Regions from separate parts of the Pan troglodytes genome. Here region 1 is linked to region 2. A link is a contact called in public capture Hi-C data. All regions are on one chromosome and are shown on one strand. Each heading gives the region's core, a stretch centred on a gene start, on an enhancer-like site or on the middle of the called end of the contact. The rest is flanking DNA. Distances are from core to core; before and after follow the strand shown.

Region 1 (4,366 bases), core at 557-3,056, 230 kb after region 2:
GCTGCCATGCACAGCTAATTTTTACATTTTTTTGTAGTGATGGGGGTCTCATTATGTTGCCCAAGCTGGTCTCAAACTTCTGGCCTCAAGGGATCCTCCCGCCTTGGCCTCTCAAAGTGCTAGGATTACAGGTGTGAGCCACAGCACCCAGCCCTCTGTTTACATTTTTTTAAGCTGCCTCTTCTGTGTGGAGAGAGCCCAGAGGTGCAAGGTGGATGCGGGTGACCAGGAGAGGCTGTTGCTCCTGTCCAGATGACCTCCTATCCCCCACCCCAGGAAGCTGCTGAGTGCCCAGAGAGGGCATATCGAGGATGATAGGTGTCTTCTCCTTAAGTAGAAGAGCCCACTCCATCCCAGGGAGGCCTCAGCATGTGCCCCCTGCACCTTCCAGAATCATCAGTTTGCCCAGAGGCATTAAAGCCTCTCAGGCCGGCCACAGCTTTACCTGGAGCCTGAATAGGACCATTCCTCTCAGCCAGTGCTTTGCTGTCTCTGTAGCGGTTTATGGAACACCTGCCTTCCCCTGTGACAACTTGGGATTGCTGGAAGCTCTTTCCACCAAACAGAGCCAAGCCCATGGAGGTCAGAGCCTGTTTGAACATGGGCTGGCCCCAGCTGCCCTCTGAGTGAGGACTTCCCAAGCTATCAAAGGGGAACTTGGACAAAGCACTGACTTAGGACTGGGGGTCTTCCTCATTTCTGTGCCATAGACCCCTCTGGCAGGCTGGTGAAGTGCTGGGATCCCTTCTTAGAATAAAGCTTTAAATGTTTAAAATAAAACACAATACATAGGATGACAAATTACATCAGGAAATACCTGATATAATTTTCAGAATATGAAAACACAACGTAAAACATGCTACTTTAGGACAGCAATAACAGGGTTGAGCAGTGAGTCAGTAACTGCTGTAACTGTGAAGCCAAGAAGTGCATAAATGGGATTTTGTGACATCTGCAGCAGCTGGAATGTGACGTGAAAGATCAGTGCTCTCTGTGGGTGACCATGACCAGTTCCTCTGAGGCTTTGTTGCTTCTGTTAGCAATGAAAGGAAACGTGGCCTTTCAGTTAGAGGTTAATGGAAATGAAGATGTAACAGTTCCCCCAGCCAAGTTCTCGGGTGCCTGCATTCCCTCCCAGGAGCGCTGGTTTCCAGCCTTATCCTGAGGGCTCTGCTTGCCTTAACCTTCTAGAGATTCTGGGTCACTCTCTCTTTCCACTGACGTCCTTTTCTTAAGACCACAGGGAGGGAGGCGTGGAGCAGGTTTCAGCTTAGCAGGAGGAAGCCTGGTCTGTTCAGCAGGGCACAGGCCTGGTTACAAGGAGGCAGTGACTTCTGCCCCATCTCAGGAAGGCTTCATGCAGAAGCTTCCCAGAGAGCTCCCTAATGTTGTGATTTGGCGGTCAAATATGATAGCCAGAATAGACAGGCTGGTAGAAAAGCACAGTGCTGGCCCAGTGTTGAGGTTGTTCTTGTGATCTCAGCCACACCAGCCAGTGCGGGGCCCAGTTAGCTGCTTTCAGGATTATTTCTCTCCCATTCTGCACCTCTGACCTTTCCCTTTGGCCCACAGACTTACACCCCTACCCTGTGCTTGGAGAGATTGCGGGTCCAATGATTCCCCGTCGCCACCTGCATGACTGACACTTCCAGGGTCTTGTCCCACAAATCTCTGGCTCCCTGGCCCCTGACCCTTCACTCTGGGGAGCCCCGCTGCCCCCCAGGAATGCCAGGACTTCCTGGCTCTCCCTGGCTCACATCCCTGTCCCTCCATCTCCCTACCCCCGTAGCCTTTCCTGGGATTACAAGCTCCTCTTCCCAGCCCAGCTCTGGCCGTGCCACCGGCCTTGCCCTGCTTTTTTCTTTGCTTCTTCAGTTTCTCTACATTGCTCTCCGCCTGTGCCTTTTCTGCTGAATCTTCTGTTCTCTCTCTTTTCTGTTATTCTCCCTCTAATCTCTTTCTCCCTCTGCCTTTATCTCCCTTCCTGTCAGCAGCCCCTTCAGGCAAAATCTAGGCCCCCACTGGCGAATATCCAGAGGCCTTTGTGACTCAGTGCCTCAGTTTCCCCACATACAGAATGAAGAAAGAACCACTCAGCCTTAGGCCTCTGGTGCATTTTGGGATGGGAGTTGGGGGACCCTGTTGGCTTGACAGAAGTACAGAAGCCCGACGAACAAAGAGCTGGAAATAGCACCTTTATGTAACAGCCCTCCCATTGTAATGAGGGGAAGGAGGCCTAGAAACCCGGAATTGGGCTGAGGGGAGGAGAAGGGCTAGGAGGGAGAAGCTGCATTTTGCTGAGGTGGCCCCGCGGTGCCCAGGCAGCCTCAGGCTTTGACATCATGCAGGGGAGCCTTACCTGCCCCTGAGTCCACCCCGCAAAGGTTGCCCCTCTTCATTTCATCCCCTTACAGTTCCCCAAGACCACACTTCTGTGATACCTGGGCCCTGATTGGGCCAACTCAGGAAATAAGGGGTTCTTTTCTCTGAAAAAAAGGGAATTTGCTGAACTGCCACAGGTTTGAGGAAGGAGGTGGAAGAACAATGGCAGCAGGTCATCTTGGCTCTTATGGGAAGCAGGTTTTTGTCGGGGATATGGAGTCGGGCCTTGAATAGAGTTCAGCTTTCTGCCCTGTCCTTGCTGTGTGACCTTGGACAGATGACCTTCCCTCTCTGATCTTCAGTCACCTCAGCTGTAGAGTGGGTGAAGGGTCCCATCTGGCAGGATTAATGGAGCCGCCAGGTCTATGCCCTCACTGAGGCTCTGGCCTCAGTGGGTACAGGGGGAGGGGGCCCAGGTGGCTGTGATTGTGTGTGGGTGGTGGTGAAAGTGAACAGGCCCAGCTCCTGCATGAGCTCTGACCTTGAGCCTCCTCTGGAAGCCCGTTCCGCAGGCGTTTCTGCTGACGCATCCCCCGGGTTCTTAGCCGGCTGTCTGCAGCTATTTCAGATGCATAAGGAACATGGCTTGGGGACTTGGGACTCCTGAGCGTCTGGATTCAGCAGATGGAGTCTGGCAGGGCTGGGCTCAGAGGGCTGGGCTCCGACCCGTCTGCCATTTGCTCCACTTCAGGCCTCCCCGACAGGGCTGGATATTCATCCCTCGTCTACCCCTCACCCTCCCAACCCTCCACCTCCACCTGCCATGTCCCCAGGATGCAGTTAGTAGCAGGGAATGAGGCTGAGGACAGGGCCAGCTATGGCTGCCTTCTCTCTCATTTCCAAGAGGGTTGGTCATGGGGGCCTCAGGTTCCTATGACATCAAGGCCCTGTTCATTTCTGGGGTTGGGACAGTGTAGTATGGGCGTTGGGGTGACCCAGACCCGGGTTAGAAACCTCACCTTCTGTAGAACGGTCAGATGACCTTGGACAAGTCTCTTCCCTCTCTGAACTTCAGGTGTAATCGATGTGACAAGGGACAGTCCTAGTGCCTGCCTCACAGGGTCATTGGGAGGATCAAATGAGATAATATAAGTAAAACACCCAGCACGGGGCCTGGCACACAGTAGGTCCTTTGTAGTTCTCTAATACCCTTTCTGGGAAAAAGTCACACCCTCCCTGAGCTTCCCTGGAAAGTCATGGCTGCCTGATAAGAGCTTCCTGCACAGCTGAATGTGCAAAGCCCCTGATGCGCCAGAGCAGGGCAGGATCCCACGGCATTGGTCCTACCATGTACTGTCATCTGAGTCCAACCCCAGCTTCCCCCAGGATCAGCTGCAGGTCGAATTCCTGGGGTAGGGGGCAGTGGCTCCACCTGAATGTGGCAGAGGCTCCCCTTGTCTTTGCTGTAGATACCTCTGAGGCTCTGACCCGTCTCTGTGCCTCCTGCTGACACCAGGACTATGAATGTTGAGCCTGAGGAAGTGAATGCATGTCAATCACTGCCTCACTGTTCACCTTAACGCGCCTGGCTGGACTACTTCCAGGGAGCATTGGACTCATTATGGTCTTGGAGGAGGGAGGTGGTGTGAGAGGGCTGCCATTCCTTTCCATCCTAGTTGTCATATGGGCCAGGACACGTCTCGCGGTTCATTCTCTTGCTGGGGCAGATTGCAAGGCCTCCCAGTCTCCCAATGCACGTAACAGTCACCTTCCTCGTACATTGTGCCAGGCCCTATTCTGAGTGCTTTGTAAGTGTTAACATGTCCACTGCCTAAGGCAGGTATTGCTGTTAACCTATTTTACAGAGGAAGGATTTACCTACCATCACTCAGCTGCAAGCGGCAGAACTGGGTGTGAGCTCAAAGAAGCCTCAGAGTTGGCAGAGCCAGAACCAGTGTCACTAATCAGTGAGTGAGAGAGCAGCCCAATCACCCTCCCCCTTTTGAAAAAATCCCCCCAACCACCACATACCGCGCTTGCATCA
Region 2 (4,580 bases), core at 1,125-3,624:
GACCTTACAATTGAAAAACTGCTGCTTTGTCATTTAACAAACACATTTTTATTCTCTGTTAATTACTTACCGGGGTTCTAGGACTGACTGAGAAATACGGGCTTCTTTCTATTGGTCACATTCACAGCCAACATTTCCTCTGTGCCAGGTCAGAAAGACAGTGGTCACCTTCGTGAATAATTTCCTTGAGCAAAGCTGCTCTCAGCCTTGACCAAAGCAGCCTTTCCAGGGGCTGGTCTATACCCATGATCTCTCTTCTCTGGCACACAGAAAGTGAATGGTCAGACTCATCTCTTGAATGGCAAGCCACGTGTTTATTACATTTCTTGTTCACCAGACCCACTTTATTAAAAAGCGAAATGACAATCAGAAAGGTTAAGTGACTTAGCCAAGGTCACACAACTTGGAAGCAGCAGATCAGGAAGAAAAATCCAGGTCTGCTAGGTATGCCAGTCTTCTGTCCAAGGGTGTCCTAGGACCAGGTCATCTCAGCCATGTGGGGTTGCCAGATGTTTCTGCATGTGGATAAAGATAGATAGGCCAAGGGCTACGAGGGGGCAGAATAAGCTAGAAATTCCCAGAACTTTGGTCCTAGAAGGGCCCTTAAGAATCATCCAGGCCGGTTGTGGTGCCTCACGTCTGTAATCCCAGCACTTTGGGAGCCTGAGGCGGGTGGATCACCTGAGGTCAGGAGTTCAAGACCAGCTTGGCCAACATGGCGAAACCCCATCTCTACTAAAAACACAAAAAATTATCCAGGAGTAGTGGTGCACACCTGTAGTCCCAGCTACTTGGGAGGCTGAGGCATGAGAATCACTTGAACCTAGGCGGCGGGGGTTGCAGTGAGCCAAGATCGCGCCACTGCACTCCAGCCTGGGTGACAGTGCAAGACTCCATCTCAATTAAAAAAAAAAAAAAAAATCATCCAATCCACCCATTATATTGATGGGCAAACTGAGGACCAGGCAAAGAAAGCAACTTGCCAAAAATTACACAGCTTGAAGTGGCAGATCAGGTCCAGAACCCAGGTCCATAGCAATGTCATCATTCAAGTGAGTTTGGAAAGCAATTTGCAAAAGCTGCTGTGGGGATGGCAAAGCAATCAATCCACAGGATTTTTTTTTTTTCCTTAGCAGGTCCAGGTCATGCACAAAAAGTACAAGGTGTAGTCTCTGTCCTTAAGGAGTTTACAGTCTAGCTAGAAAAACTGGCATATACACAGGAAAACAGAATCAATACCATAAAACATCAGAACAAGCAGCAGCTGTATCAAGAATTTAAAGGAGGCAGAGAGCAGCAGGGTTGGCTGTGTGGGAAGGCTTCCTAAAGAAGGGCTTCAGAAAGCTGGACTTTGAAGCATGAATAGGAGTCCAACAAATGGAAAGGAATAGGTAAGTCAGTCCAGGAAAGAGCGTGAACTCATAAAGGGGTTTTGTGGGAGATGAAGCCAAAATCGCAGACAAAGGCTAGGTCTTGGGGGCTGGGGATCCTTTAGATGCGTTTGGTCTTGGGTCTATGAAACAATAGGTCTTCAAACTTGTTCAGGAGCAGATCACTTGGAAGCCTCTGAGCTCTTCAAAGAATTCCACAAGTGGCTGATCACGCTTCATTCCAGGACAATGTTCATGTCGGGAAACATAACCGTTGTTCTACATCTGTAATATAAAACCACAACCACAAGCGTGCATGCCTGTGAACAAAATAAGTCCTCAAGTCAAACAGGATCAATCTTTCTCAAATATTCCTATCAACAGTTATCTGCCCTTGATCTCTTTCTTCTGTCTCTGTCTTCTGCAGCCTGTGTACTGGTAGACAACACATACACATACCACTGCTTTTCACAAAATATGGGGGAGAAAAACTTAAAAATTGAGAGAATTCTGAAAACTTACTTTTTTTCTTTATATTGGAAAAAGGCAGTCTGATAATTTTAGGGGTTCAAGGCAATGCCACATAGAGCAGTATCCTCTCTGAGCCTCAGTTTCCCCATCTGGCATGAAGGGGTTGGAGATGGAAACATCATCTGAGGCCAAGTTTTGGACACATAATTTGCCCAGTCTGGTCATCTTCATGTCTCCTGGGTTCTCTGAACAATGAAAGCAATGGGGGTCCAGTCTTTCCATACGTGTCCACAGTTCTAAGCAGCAGAGAGAGTAGCTTTGGTGGGACTAGCTCTGTAACCATCAGCTTCTGCAAAGGCCAGGGGGTCAGCATGAGATGTCAAACAAGGATTTTTGTGCTGGGCCCTGAAGTGAGCACAACACCCCAGTGGCTGACATCACAGGCCCCTTTTGGAGTGCCCCCAGATGCTTCTCTCCTCACCTGGGGCTCCCCATTGGCCATCTTGGGCTCCTGAAGCCTTCCTGACTGCTCAGTCTTGAAGGAAGATGAGTACCTTCATCCCTAGGTCACCTCGCCAGGAACGGGCAGCACCCTGTGCCTAGGATGTAGGCTTCTATGAGCTGGCAGGGGCATGGAATTCTCGGAGAGTTCGTGTGTCGTGTCCCCATTGCCTGAGGGAGCTGGGAGGTCACTAGAAGCCGGATGTAGTAACCGCCAAACACTGCCAGCAGCTGGCGGGCCATTTCCTAGAAGAGGCAGGGAAGCAGATTGAATACCACAGGGGAGCCCCTTGAGGAAAAAGGGCTTAGGCACCAGGGGAAGGCCATGCTGCTTTCTTGCCCCTGGACCCAGCAGTGATGCTCACTAGGAAGAACCAGGCCAGGTCAGCACCTGGGACTCTCAGAAGATGCCAGCCTGGTCCAGAAGCCCAGTTCTGCAACTCATGGCCTGTGGGGCTCCTGCAGCCTCAGTGTCCTCGTTGCCAAGGTGGGTAACTAACTGCTGAATGGCAATAATAATACGCACAAAAAAAATATGCAACCTCGAAGCCCTAGAGAAATTACCTAATTTCTAATTATCTAATTTTTTAAGCCTAGCTGGCCAGTCATGGTTGTTCAAACCTGTAATCCCAGCACTTTGGTAGGCCGAGGTAGGAAGATCACTTGAGGTCAGGAGTTTGAGACCAGCCTGGGCAACAGAGCGAGACTCTGTCTCTACAAAAATAAAATTAAAATTAAAAATATATTTTAAAAATATAAAAAGAAAGTAAACCTAGCCAGCCACAAATACATTTTTTCCACTTTCAAATGTCTATGAGTCTGTAAAGTACATGAGATCAAAGTGACTCACTTGAAGAAAATTACTAGTTAAATGTGGAGGCGGGGAGAGGAATATTCCCATTATAGCAGAATTATTTAATTCATACAAGGTACCTGGTAGATTTCTTTACACAAGTACTCCTAACATATTAAAAGAAACTGCTTACATTGAAATATGATCACTGACAGTAAAAAAAAGAAAGAAAAACATAAAAAAGGGAAAAAAAGAGATTGCTTATAAAAATTAGGTTTATCACAAAAGGACATGTACTGTATGATTCCACTAATACGAGGCACCTAGAGTAATCAGTTCACAGGGAGAGAAAGTAAAATGGTGGTTTCTAGGGGTTGAGGGTGGGGAGGAAGGAGGGAAGGGGAAGTTAGTGTTTAATGAGCACAGAGCTTCAATTTGGGAAGAGGAAAACATTCTGCAGATGGCTGATGGTGATGGTTGCATAACGATGTGAATGTACCTCATGCTGCTGAACTATATACTTAAAATGGTTAAGATGGTACATTTTATATTATGTATATTTGCCACAATAAAAAAATTTTAAGTAAAAAAGGATTAAAAAATTGAATGTAATGTACTTTTTTTTCTTTTTTAAAGACACAGTACAGCCGGGTACAGTGGCTCATGCCTGTAATCCCAGCACTTTGAGAGGCCAAGGCAGGAGAGATTACTTGAGGTCAGGAGTTCAAGACCAGCCTGTCAACATGGTGAAACCCCGTCTCTACTGAAAACACAAAAAAAATTTAGCCAGGCGTGGTGGCACATGCCTGTAATCCCAGCTACTTGGGAGGTTGAGGCAGGAGAATCACTTGAACCCGGAGGCAGAGGTTGCAGTGAGCCAAGATGGCACCATTGCACTCCAGCCTGGGCAAAAAGAACAAAACTCCGTTTCAAAAAAAAAAAAAAAAAGACATGGGATCTTACTATGTTGCTCAGGCTGGTCTTGAACTCCTGGGCTCCTGCCTTGGCCTCCCTACAGTGTTGGGATTACAGGCGTGAGCCACGGCGCTAGGCCTTAATGCACATTCTTATTAACACAGTTGGTCTGTAAAGATCCATTCACTGGTCTAGAAGATGGGATCTCAGGGGAAATGCTTAACTTCCTTAAGCATGGGGTTGAAGCTCTTTCGCAATACTTGTGTCCACTCTGAATGTAATGAAATGAAGTGTGGGTTACACTAGGTATGTCTGTAGAGTTAGTAATTAAGGATAGGCTTTAAAGTCAAAAAGGCCAAGAGGGAGTTTCAACTCAGCCACTCTATGACTAACCCAGAGCAGTCACTTCACATTACTGAGCCCATTTCTTCATTGGTAGAATAAGGAAAATAGTGGCACTGACCCCTCTAAGTTAGAGTGAGGATTAAAGAGACTAATAGAGGCCGGGCGTGGTGGCTCACACCTGTAAT

The links. Capture Hi-C pulls out chosen DNA fragments and counts their contacts.
Region 1: a capture Hi-C map of stem cell-derived neural stem cells shows a contact between it and region 2, with 3 times the contacts expected there. The contact joins two enhancer-like sites. A contact is called at or near these places in 2 of 7 Hi-C or Micro-C datasets (induced pluripotent stem cells and stem cell-derived neural progenitor cells) and 1 of 1 other capture datasets (stem cell-derived neural stem cells).

What each region holds. Positions count from the first base shown.
Region 1 is chr11:24,039,100-24,043,465 of NHGRI_mPanTro3-v2.0_pri, forward strand. The region is part of intron 7 of WHRN (whirlin); the gene reads left to right. Among named protein-coding and RNA genes, the nearest start is that of AKNA, 14 kb to the right of the region's middle. Within about 2 kb of position 1,807, at least 3 of the 24 cell types and tissues checked have an H3K27ac peak or open chromatin away from gene starts, as enhancers often do. A contact at or near this core is called in stem cell-derived neural stem cells, where this site is marked.
Region 2 is chr11:23,808,492-23,813,071 of NHGRI_mPanTro3-v2.0_pri, forward strand. It overlaps TMEM268 (transmembrane protein 268), which reads right to left. Exons shown (of 11, transcript XR_010148587.1): 9 at 2,323-2,588; 10 at 1,893-2,190; 11 at 26-1,655. Among named protein-coding and RNA genes, the nearest start is that of TEX53, 14 kb to the left of the region's middle. Within about 2 kb of position 2,375, at least 3 of the 24 cell types and tissues checked have an H3K27ac peak or open chromatin away from gene starts, as enhancers often do. A contact at or near this core is called in stem cell-derived neural stem cells, where this site is marked.